Linked DNA regions of Mus musculus: region 2 is linked to region 1. A link is a contact called in public HiChIP or PLAC-seq data. All regions are on one chromosome and are shown on one strand. Each heading gives the region's core, a stretch centred on a gene start, on an enhancer-like site or on the middle of the called end of the contact. The rest is flanking DNA. Distances are from core to core; before and after follow the strand shown.

Region 1 (5,538 bases), core at 1,598-4,097:
CTAGTCTGGCTTTGCCTTGTCTCTGACCTGCATGGCTGGAGATAAGCCCTTGGGGCAGGACACAGTAAAGGGGGTTTGGATCCGGGCCATGCAGTGTTGTGGAAGCTGAAGGTTTCCTTTGGACATCTGAGAATGTAGGAAGTACTGGGCTCTGAGGACGTGTTAGGTATCCCATAGGCTAGAAGACCAATGCCGCCATAAACTAAGACCCTAAACACTTTCTGGACACAGTGCTTCTTTGGGTAGACTGAGAACTAACCCACAGAGAGGCTTCAGTCTAAGACCAGGGGAGCCAGAGATGCTGGTGCATGCCTGTAATCCCAGCATTTGGGAAGCTGAGGCAGGAGGTTTGAGAGTTGGAGGCAAGCTTAGCTTCTCTGCAAGACTGTCTCAGAGCAAAGCAAAACAAACAAACAAGCAAGCAAACAAACAAACAAACAGCAACAACAGCACAAAACAAAACAAAAAACCTCACCCAACAGAGCCAACTAGTCCAGGGTCCACAGTATTGAGGGGAGCACTGTAATAAGTGCTTAGAAAATCTTTGAACCCACTCCTCACTTACAGAAGAATAAAGTTCTGATGGGGAGGGAGAGAAACAGCAGGACTGATGACGACACAATGAGAGGAGACGAGAGCACGTCCTCAGGAAAGGAAAGGGTGACGGTTCCAGAGGCCACGAGTGTAACTAGAAATAAAAAATGAGGATGGATACTGGAAAGGATAAATTCTTCTGAATTGGGGGCTGGAGAGATGGCTCAGTGGTTCAATCCCCACCACTTACATGGCAGCTCACAACTATCTGTAACTTCCTGTTCCAGGGGGTCTGGCACCCTCATACAGACATACATGCAGTCAAATCACCAACGTGCATCAAATAAATGAATTATTACAATTATTCTGAATCATAGGTTCTCAAATGAGTGTGTCCAAGAGTCACATGTGTGTGTATGTGTTTGTGTGTGTGCATATGTGTTTGTGTGTGTGTATGTGTTTGTGTGTGTGTATGTGTGTGTGTGTGTGTGTGTGTGTGTGAGAGAGAGAGAGAGAGAGAGAGAGAGAGAGAGAGAGAGAGAGAGAGGTGGGTGTTAATAAGTACAGCATCCTAAGTTGTCTCCCTCCATGTTTTCTGTTGGAAAGAGGCAGGAGGGAATACACGTATACATTTTTGATAAATCTGATGTGGATGGTCTTCAGGTAATGTTTTGTGAAATGCTATAGATTAAAGGTTATAGTTTGGTTTGGTCTGAGGAAACACATACTCTCTGGGTCTATGTGTTTGCGTCTCTGTCAGTTTCTGTCTCTGTCTGTCTGTCTCTCTGATGTGGGTGAGACTGGGGGCTGGAGACTCACAATTCAAGAGCTTATCGTGTGAAGGTATAGAAACAGAGAAGGTAAAGACAGAGTTATTTGCTTGTTATAGAAAGACACTAAAGCCAGGAGGCTGTACTCGCTACACTCCTTAGACAGATGCAGTGAGTACCATGGAGTTACCCCCCCCCCCCCCCCCCACACACACACAAGCAAACAGCTTTGGGCAGGAATTTGAATCATCCAGGGAACTTTGAAAACCCATGAACACCTTGGTTTTAAATGACAGGGAGGTCATCATTAGGAATAAACTTACATGAGAGTATGGTGAGGGGGTTATAGCAGAAAGTATTGGGAATCTTGGTGCACGAAAATATTATGTTAAAGGAAGAGGGAAAGAATAATTTTTGATAAAATGGAGTACCATAACCAGAGACCTGTAACACTCACAATAATAATGACAGATATACATCATAAAATGAACAGGACAGGAAATGGCACCTCTGCAATAACCGTGGTCCTGAGACCACCTGGTTCTGTTTTCCTACCTTTAGAATGTCAGTGACTGTCACTAACTCTCACATGTTCTTCTTATGCTGGAAATGAGCCGTTCTCTCCCCATATTCCCATCTCTCAGGTCAGGACGTGATAAATCAAGAACAAACTGGGAGCTCATCCTCACAGCAGAGCCTTGGCTTAGGGTCTGTTGGCTATGAAGCATCAGAAACCTAGAGTCAGACTTGTGGGAGTATTTGCTCACCATCCCCATCCCTGTGTGACCTGTGTGTTGGTGTTGGCTTAAGCCCTGGAAGAGCCTTCAGCCTCTTTCTACCCCACCATCTATCGGCCTCTTCTCCTTCATTTTAATTTTCCCTCCCTCATCCCCCCCCCCCATTCTGACAGAGTCTCACTCAGTAACCTGGGGGATTCTGGAATTCACTTTATAGTCTAGGGAAGCCTCATGGAATGCTGAGACTACAGGTTGAGCCACCAGCCTGAGTAGGGGTGTGTTTCTTTCTCTCTTCTTCCAAAAACCAATTTATTTTATTTTATTTTTATTTTGTGTGCATTGGTGTTTTGCCGGCATGTATGTTTGTGGGAGGCTGTCAGATCCCCTGGAACTGAAGTTACAGACAGTTGTGAGCTGAGTTGTGAGCTGCCATGTGGGTTCTGGGAATTGAACTCAGAACCTCTGGAAGAGCAGCCGGTGCTCTTAACTGCTGCGTCGTTTCTCCAGCCCCGAGGGACGTTTCTTAATAAGTTTTGGGATTACTGAGTCATTTGGGATCTAATGAGAAGCAAGGAGCTCTGAGAAGACCCTATATAAGAATATGGACATTTGCCGTACAGTTTGGGAATATGCACCTAGTCTTTATTTAATTTCTTTATTTTATTTAAATTCTTTAAAGTCTTCTTAAGATTCCGTAAGTTTCACATTAAGAACCCTGGCCTCAGAGGCTGTCAGTAGCACAGGGGAAGCATTATGGGATGGAGGAAATCCCGCTCTGTTCTTTGTGATCTCAGGTTAAACAAACAGACTCTCCCCTGATCCTGACCTGAGGACAAGATGGCGGCCGGCGGATGCTTTAGAGCATCAGAGCCACAAGCTGCGCTGCGCATGCGCTCGAGCAGGTTCCTACCAAAGAGAATGTGCACACTGCCCTAAGTCCGTCCTTCCGAGGCCTGTAGGGAGAGCTGCTTCCCAAAATTCCACTGAAGTATCCTATATACAACTGGGTGTAACCTCAGAGAACACCAGAGACACAGTGACATTTGCATACAGAGAGGATCAACACAGACTACAGTGTGGAGTTACCGAGTCAGGGTCAGCTGACACCCCCAGCCAGGCGGGGAAAGGTACACAGCTGGCTTGTGTGCTGTTTCTGAGTGTAAGATGTAGCTTTCCCTTTCTGTCTGTCTGTCTCTGTCATCTCTGTTTCTGTGTTTCTCCCTTTCCTTCTCTTGTCTGTCTGTCTGTGTCTGTGTCTGTGTCTGTGTCTGTGTCTGTGTCTGTGTCTGTGTCTGTGTGTGTCTATGTGTGCAGGCATGCTCAGTGTGGGAATTGAACCCATGGCTTCATGTATGCACAAGGCAAGCACTCCAGAATGGGAGCCAGATTCTCCATCTAAATAGTCTTTCTTCCCTGAAGCTGACATGGGGTTGGGCCTTGGCAGCTTTGGGGACAGCCTTTCCCCTGTACAGTCTTTTGACCACAGATGCCCCTTTGGCCACTGTGAGTGTGAGAGCCTGTAGTCTGGGGAACTGTGGGTGTTGGTTGAAAACTCAAGCCTCTTCTAGTTTTTTCTCAGCAGAGAGACACTTACCCCAAATCCACATGCTTTAACCAGCCAGCTTTGCTGAAAGCCAGAAGATGATGTCATAGGGTGGGTTGCAGGTGGGGGTGGGGAGAGGGAATCCTCAACCCTTCAGAGACCAAATATGTGAAACTGCCTATGGATTTATGAAATATGAGTTAAGATTCTCTTTTTCTGGGAGTAGTATGAGAACTGTATACCTATCTTTGAGGTAGAAGATGAAAATCTCTAACAGATGTGTTCATGTAAGGCGTGTAGCCTGCCTTCTATTACTGATTTAATCATTGTAGCCCTGTGGTTAGGTTTTATGCCAAGTTCTGTTTGTATCAGAGTAATAACATTGCATCCCATAATCCCCGCTTACAGCCCACCTCAGCTTGCACTCCAGAACAGACTCCCGGTGGTCAGGCTTATGACTGGTCTGACTTTACAGTGGTGCTCATAGACCTGTTCCACCTTTCCTTTTCAGAATAATATTCCCTACGTCACATAAGATGCTCAACACTTTACTATGAAATAGTCTTCAAGTTAGTGACTGTGCCCAGACACGTGCAGATGCTAGCGTTCTGAGCATGTTGGTATGGGTTGGATAAGCAAGGATGCTAACATGTTACCTAGTGGATTCTCAGTAAACAGTACTTTCAGTTGAGGAAGGCTCATCAGACCATTGTAGGCCAAGGAACAGTCTCTGTACACCACCCACTCAGCTTCATCGCTGCCCTTAGCTAGCTGGTAGAGCCCTTTGTTACTGCAGGTGAGTAGCTGGCTCCTCTCCCTCCCTCCTTTGTCTCCCACCCCTCCAGGCCCGTCTTCCTGTCTCTTGAGATACCTCTAAGGATGTATACCTCACCGTGAATCCTTTTCTGCCTCCTTCTCTTGTATTTTTTTCTCAGTTGCCACAAGACTTCCTATTAGCTTTATTCCAACTGTGTGCTGAAGGCAACGCCTGCCATGGTGGGGAAGTCTAAGAACATGATGGATCAGCCCTCCTTAAAAGGAAAGGGAAAGCAGATATTTAAAATCAAATTTAAATGACTAAAGCCATTTCTGTCAGCAACAACCCCCCCCCAGGGTGTTTTGTATCATTTGCTTTTATAATACTTCTCTTCAGATAAAGCCTGACTTTCGTTAGTTCTAGTATCTTTGGACAGTAACTGGCTCACTTGATGTTGGTGGCATCTCTTCCTCTGGTCATGCTGAGGGGATAGATGGCACTAGATGTCTGTACAGGAAATGGGAGGAGGTAAGCCAGAAAACCCGTACACATTGGCAGTGCCACAATTTCCTCTGTCTGCTAAGACAATGTTGTTATCTCGCTCCAGTATCTCGATTCTCTGGCTGTATCAGAGAAATGTCCACAGTACTGTTGGCTTTAAGACCTAATAGTAAATGTAGGTTCATAATAGTAGTGCCCATCTGCAGTAACAAATGTGACATATGCTTTTTAACACAAGGACACCAAGAATATGCTTTTGCATCTGTAAGATTTGGTTTACTGAAATCCCTATTACTCCAGGGTCTTCACTCCAAGGTGTACAGACCCCATAAGGGAGAGTCCCAATGTTGCTTCCCAGTGGAAGAGAACACCCCCACCCCATGCCCTGCTAACTCCCAGAGGGAGCATTTGATTTAAAGGGAAGCTTTGGCAGTCTGTCCAGTGCCTTTCTTCTTTTTGTTATCTGTGTCTCAGGGAAAGTAATTAAAAGGGAAGTTGTGTCAATATTAATATTAAATTCTAGAGCTGTGAACATAATGTGGATAGCAGGGAGGCCTGTATAAAATTTAGATAGAAAGTTCCAAACCAGATTGATGGCTTTGGATTTCCCCAAGTTCTGCTCTCTGACTTGAGAAAGACCTCTTACCTGCTTGTCTGGGAGAAATGTTAATTTCTCTTCCAAAAGGGGTGAGATGC
Region 2 (5,538 bases), core at 1,154-3,653, 340 kb after region 1:
CCTACTTACCTTTCTTTTCTGCCTCGAATATGCATATGTATTTCAGCATTTTGCCACATCCAGGTGTTTACTCAAAATCTACATCCAGGACAGCTCCAGAGAAAAACCCCACAGAAGCTCCGGTCTCCTCTTACAGAGGCTTCTACTGGGCCTTCACCTCCTACCTGCAGGTGGTCCTACAGACCCTGGACAGCAAGGAGACAGTCAACTCTCCTAAGCCTAGACCAACATCCTCATCCCCATTTTCATGTTTCCCAAAGACACATTACCCCAAAGTCAGCAGGAAACAACTGAAGGTCACGACAATCCTATTCCTGTTTCACCATCACCCTCTTTCTAGTTTCTCCTTTTTTAATTAAACCAAAATGGAGGAATGTTAGCATTTCTTCTAGGCTCTGCCTAACAGTTACCTAGCAATAGTCAGGCATGACCCTGACTTGCTATAAAAGGACTTTTTGGCTTCTCTGGCCTCTCTCCCCCTGCCCCCTGCCCCCGCCCCCCACTGACCCCCCCCCCAACACACACCAATTAGTGTCACTTCCTATCCAGAGGTGTTAGGCCTTTCGAAATTTAGAAAACTTGGACTATCCAGAGAATAAATGTTGGAGGAAGAAGAAGAGGAGGAAGAGAAGGAGTGGGAGGAGGAGGAGGAAGAGGAGGAATAGCTTAGAGATAAAGATTTGAAGTCATTTTGTACCTGAGGGAACCAGAATTCCTCTAGGCAAATTCCATGCTGAGTGAAAATGGGCAGTCTGCAGAACACCAGAGCACTGACCTCCCAGGAGAAAGACAATCTACGCATGCCTGTGTCCTGGCTTCTGTGGGCCTTTACACTCTCACACTGCTATGAGCATGGTGAAGAGAGGGCTTTCTCTTTACTCATGAATGAGCAAAACCATGAATAATTTCATTTCCCATCTCTCTCTACTCTGTTGATGAGAGTCAGGCCTTATGACAGAGTTCTTTTTGTTTTGTTTTTGAGAAACAGTTTCTCTGTGTAGCTCTGGCTGCCCTGGAATTCACTCTGTAGACCAGGCTGGCCTCAAACTCAGAAATCCACCTGCCTCTGCCTCCCAAGTACTGGGATTAAAAGTGTGTGCCACCACTGCCCGGCTTTTTTTTTTTTTTTTTGGTTTTTTGAGACAGGGTTTCTCTGTATCACCCTGGCTGTCCTGGAACTCACTTTGTAGACCAGGCTGGCCTCAAACTCAGAAATCCGCCTGCCTCTGCCTCCCACGTGCTAGGATTAAAGGCGTGCCAGGCTGAGTTCATATGACATACAAAATGAGTATAGGATAAAAGGCAAAGTCATGAGACACCAAGAGTGCAGGAGGTGGAAAAGGAGCCAAGTATCCCAGAAGCCCACCCACTCCACTTTTTTTTAAAAAAGCTTTTATTGGGAAAGGGGGAGAGGGAGGGGTAGGAGGGAGAAAGACAAGATAGACAAACAGGCAGACAGACGGAGGGGGATAGCAAGAGAGACGGGAAGAGGGAGGGGGAGGGGAGAAGAGGAGAGAAAACATACACACAGGTATTCAATCAGAGAACACTCATTGGAGTAAGTTCTCTGTGTCACCATATGCATTTGAGAGATGAATCTCAGACCATTAGACATGGTGGCAAATGTCTTTAGCTGTTAAATTGTCTTGCTAGTCCTCCAGGAGCCTCTTTAAAAATGCTCTGAGAGTTGTGTGTTCTTCTCTGTTAAGAGGTTTCAGTCAATCCTATAGCAATAGTGTGATCAATTCCAAGCCTATTTTATAGATGAAGAAACTGAGAGTTAAGTGGCTCCATCAAGGTCTTGTGTGCGGTAAGAGGCAGAGTCAGGACGTGAAGCCAGGCATTCTAGCTCAAATAAAATACTCCATATATCTTCCCTCCAAACTACCAGGCCAGTACTGCAAACTGTACTTGATGTGTTTATGAAAAGACGGGGGGGGGGGGATAGTTATATTCTACGGAGGTGTCGTCAGGTGCAGGAAAAGGGGGTGCCTTAGCAGCCCATGAGGAGGCATGGCTTCCCCCTGAGGGACCAGCCACACCACGGGATAGAATACAGTTTAATCAGGGCATGGGGAGGGGGAGTTAAAAGGACAGTAGAGGCAGAGAAAGGCAGAGAGAGTAGAGAAGTAGAGAAGAAGCCGGCAGGCCATTAGCAAGTGGAGAAAAAGGGTTAGGGAATGGGGAGAGAAGGAATGGATGAGCAAGAGAAAGCAATAGAGTGAGGTGGGTGGGGCAAGCAGCCCCTTTTATAGTGAGTCAGGCACTTCCGGCTGTTGCCAGGTAACTGTGGGGCGGAGCTTAGACAATGCTAACAGAACTAGCTGAGCTGAGCCAGGTAGTCCTAGAACTAAGAATTAGATCCCCTGGTGAGCTCACAAAGAACTCTGTAGTAAACAACAGGTGTCAGTGACCTGTTCAACAAGACTGGTTTTGACCTCAGCCATTGTTTCGATCCAGTGGAGGAGAGCCATACAACTGGCACAGTGAGCTCCTGGTCCTTAGACGCCCATTTTAGGTTTAAGGTCAAAGAAAGGGAAGACATCCAAGGACTAGGAGAAGCCCCAGCTATCCGCGGATCTGGAGGAAAGGGGAGGGGAGATGCCTGTCTTTAACCTTGGAGTCCTGCAAATTTACATGGATTAAAACCTATCAACTCCATTACCCCTGTACAGATTAGCCTCTTAGGGCCCTTAAACACTCAGTGCAGGTCTTCATATTATGCAGACCTGTCTCCGGTGGGCAGAACAAAAGGACGGACGTTTAAATATCAGCATTTAAATCTAAGCGAGAACTCTGAAGAGGCGGGGAGGTCCTGGGTAGTTCCCAGCCTCTTATTTACCTCTTAAATATTCCTTTCTTACCACATTTATTTTTAAGCTTATTAACATCAACTGACAACGATAATCATAGCAAATGCTTATATAGTTCATACTTTGTACACCGGTTTTGTAAGGGGGCGGGGTTGTTTTGTTTAGTGATGAGGTCAGGGCAGGAACTCCAGGCAGGAAATGATGCAGAGGCCTCGGAGGAGGGGGCTGTTCATTGGCTTGTTCTTGTTTTGTTTTTGAGGGAAGGTCTTAGTAGGTCCCCCATTGCTGGCCTGACATTCACTATTTTGCCTAGGCTTGCCTCGGACTTGGGGCGATCCTTCTGCCTGGCTACCCAGAGTCCTGGAATTACAGATTTGTACTGCCTTGCCTTGCTCAAGCATTGTTTGCAGGTCTTGTTGTTGTTTGTTTTGTCTTTAATCCATACCCACTCTTTGAGTCTTCACAGCGGCATGACGACATAAATACTATTACCAGATTCATTTCATAGACAAGTATTACATCTCAAAGAAACCTGGGACAAGTCACACTCAGTATCAGCGGCTCCTCCCATCATTTCACGCCCCGCCCTAAACCCCTCCCCCAGAGGCGGGGCTTCTCTTCCCCAAACCCAAACCCTACAAAACAGCCTGTATCTTGGCTCTGCTGCTTCTCCTGATCTGTGTGGCACCTCTCTTGCTCTCCCTCCCCCACTTTCCTGCTCATGTACACCCTGGACTCTTCCCTCTGCCTGCTTTCTCCTTTATAGCTACATTAAAAGTCTTCTCCATACTTTAGAAGTAGTCAGGTCATTTCTTTTCTTCCTTCTTTTAAATGTTTATTCATCAACGAAGCAGAAACACAGAAAGGACAAGTAACTTGATTCAGGTCTTGTGACAAATGGCAACGCTAAGGTTCGAAGTCCCAGAGTCCACCCTCATGTCATGACCCTGCTAGTCTTAGATAAATAGCCCCATTAGAGGCGCTTCAAGGTAAAGAGACAGGATAACAAACTGATACAGAGACTGTGTGTGGAGATTGTCATATAATGGCTTTAAAGGAACCACTGGCTTCTAAAGTCTTATCTCATTTGCTCTGGGGTAGAATATGTGACAGCACAATGGCTTCATTTAACCAAGAAGATGCAGATGCAGGGTAATTAATTTTATGGGACTTAAAGCCAAGCCTTAAGGAGTTTAGAGCATCCCATTTTCTTAGATCCTAATTGCCTTGTAAAGAACCTAAAGCCCAAGTGAGAAGGTAGCTCAGAAGGAGGGACCTTGCCTGCCATGGACCAAGGTGGATGGCTCCCAGCATTGCATAGAAAAAAGAAGGCACACACACACAAAGTCTAGATCATCTAGCCACAGACAGGACACATGTAAAGAGAGTCCAAGTCTGAGAAGCCAGAGAGTGAACAGGGGTCTTCTGCTAAAAGTGCCCACCAACAGGGATACTCCTTGTTAAACTGTCCCAGGAGATAACATGTAGAGCAGAGATGAGCTGAGCCTGCTAAGCTCTGCCCCCAATTTGATTCCAAAATGTTGCATTTAATTTACAATTTTAACCATTGCTAACCATGCACCCTACCACTGAGCACGTCCCAGGCCAGCTTTAGTCACCTTTAAGAGTACAACTGAGTGGTAATAAGTGCATTCATATTACTGTGTAACCAACACCAGCATCCATCTCAAAGGTCTCCATCATCCCGTTCTAAAACAACAGCACCCCATTCCCCGTCACCTCAGCCTGCCTGCCATTGCCCTATTTATGACCCTGTGAACTTGCCAGTCATTTTGAAGGTGGTTTGCTAGGCAACAACACATAACTTTATTACTAATACATTTAACAATCACACTTTCAGAATACATTAATGTGCTTGCCAGTTTGACGAGTGTCAGTGTCACAGAAGAATCTGGAGCTAGGCCAGAGCTTCAGTTCACTTTGTCATTTGCATATTAAATTCTAGGCTACAGTGTTAATGAGTACACTTATGCCTAACATTTACTTTAAAATTGAGAGGGCAGCTTCTCACTTAAAAGTCATTTTTATCTTTCACAGTTGCTTTGCATTTCAATATCATTATTAAGTTATTTTAAACCACAGTGAATCTGGGACTAAGGATCTGAGTGTAAGCAACTTGCCCAAGGTCACAGAAGAGAATGAGTTTGCAACTACTTATTGGCCACTCCTATTTGTAAAGGAAAGAGGGGGCTCAAGGGACAATTTACCACCTTGGAAGAGACAATAATACAAGCATGGTCTTCAAATATCTTCTGCTTTTGTGGGAAACATCTGGTTAGGTCCTGAAGAATGTCCCTGAGTGACATCAAGGCGGCTCCTGGTAAAGTGTTTGGTAAGGTGTTACAATGCAGAAACATTGTAACAATAAGTGCAGCTGTTGTTGAGGCAGAAGAGGGTGAGGTAGCAGGCCAGGTAGAGCCCTGTAGGCAAAGCCACTGAATCGTGCCCTACGAGTAAAGAGAATAGTAAGGTCTTTTCAATGTGTCACTAAACTTTTTTAATGAACCATCAGAATTCATTGCGACTATATGGGCGAGAGATTTTTTCCCCCCTTTTGACTTGTAGTCGAGCATGTATACACATATAAACACTTTCATAGCTTGGTCATTTGGGAAGTAGGGCATGGCATGAAAGGCTTTGTTTGTTTGTTTGTTTGTTTGTTTGTTTGTTTGAACTGTGGATAGTCATAATAACCAGTATCCCT

What was found. HiChIP or PLAC-seq counts read pairs in DNA pulled down with a chosen protein or histone mark.
Region 2: an H3K27ac HiChIP or PLAC-seq map of embryonic stem cells shows a contact between it and region 1, with 2.0 times the contacts expected there. The contact joins two enhancer-like sites.

Annotation. Positions count from the first base shown.
Region 1 is chr5:65,868,559-65,874,096 of GRCm38.p6, forward strand. The region is part of intron 1 of Rhoh (ras homolog family member H); the gene reads left to right. Among named protein-coding and RNA genes, the nearest start is that of Rhoh, 7.7 kb to the left of the region's middle. Within about 2 kb of position 2,848, at least 42 of the 459 cell types and tissues checked have an H3K27ac peak or open chromatin away from gene starts, as enhancers often do. A contact at or near this core is called in embryonic stem cells, where this site is marked.
Region 2 is chr5:66,212,323-66,217,860 of GRCm38.p6, forward strand. No RefSeq gene overlaps it. Among named protein-coding and RNA genes, the nearest start is that of 1700126H18Rik, 24 kb to the left of the region's middle. Within about 2 kb of position 2,404, at least 32 of the 459 cell types and tissues checked have an H3K27ac peak or open chromatin away from gene starts, as enhancers often do. A contact at or near this core is called in embryonic stem cells, where this site is marked.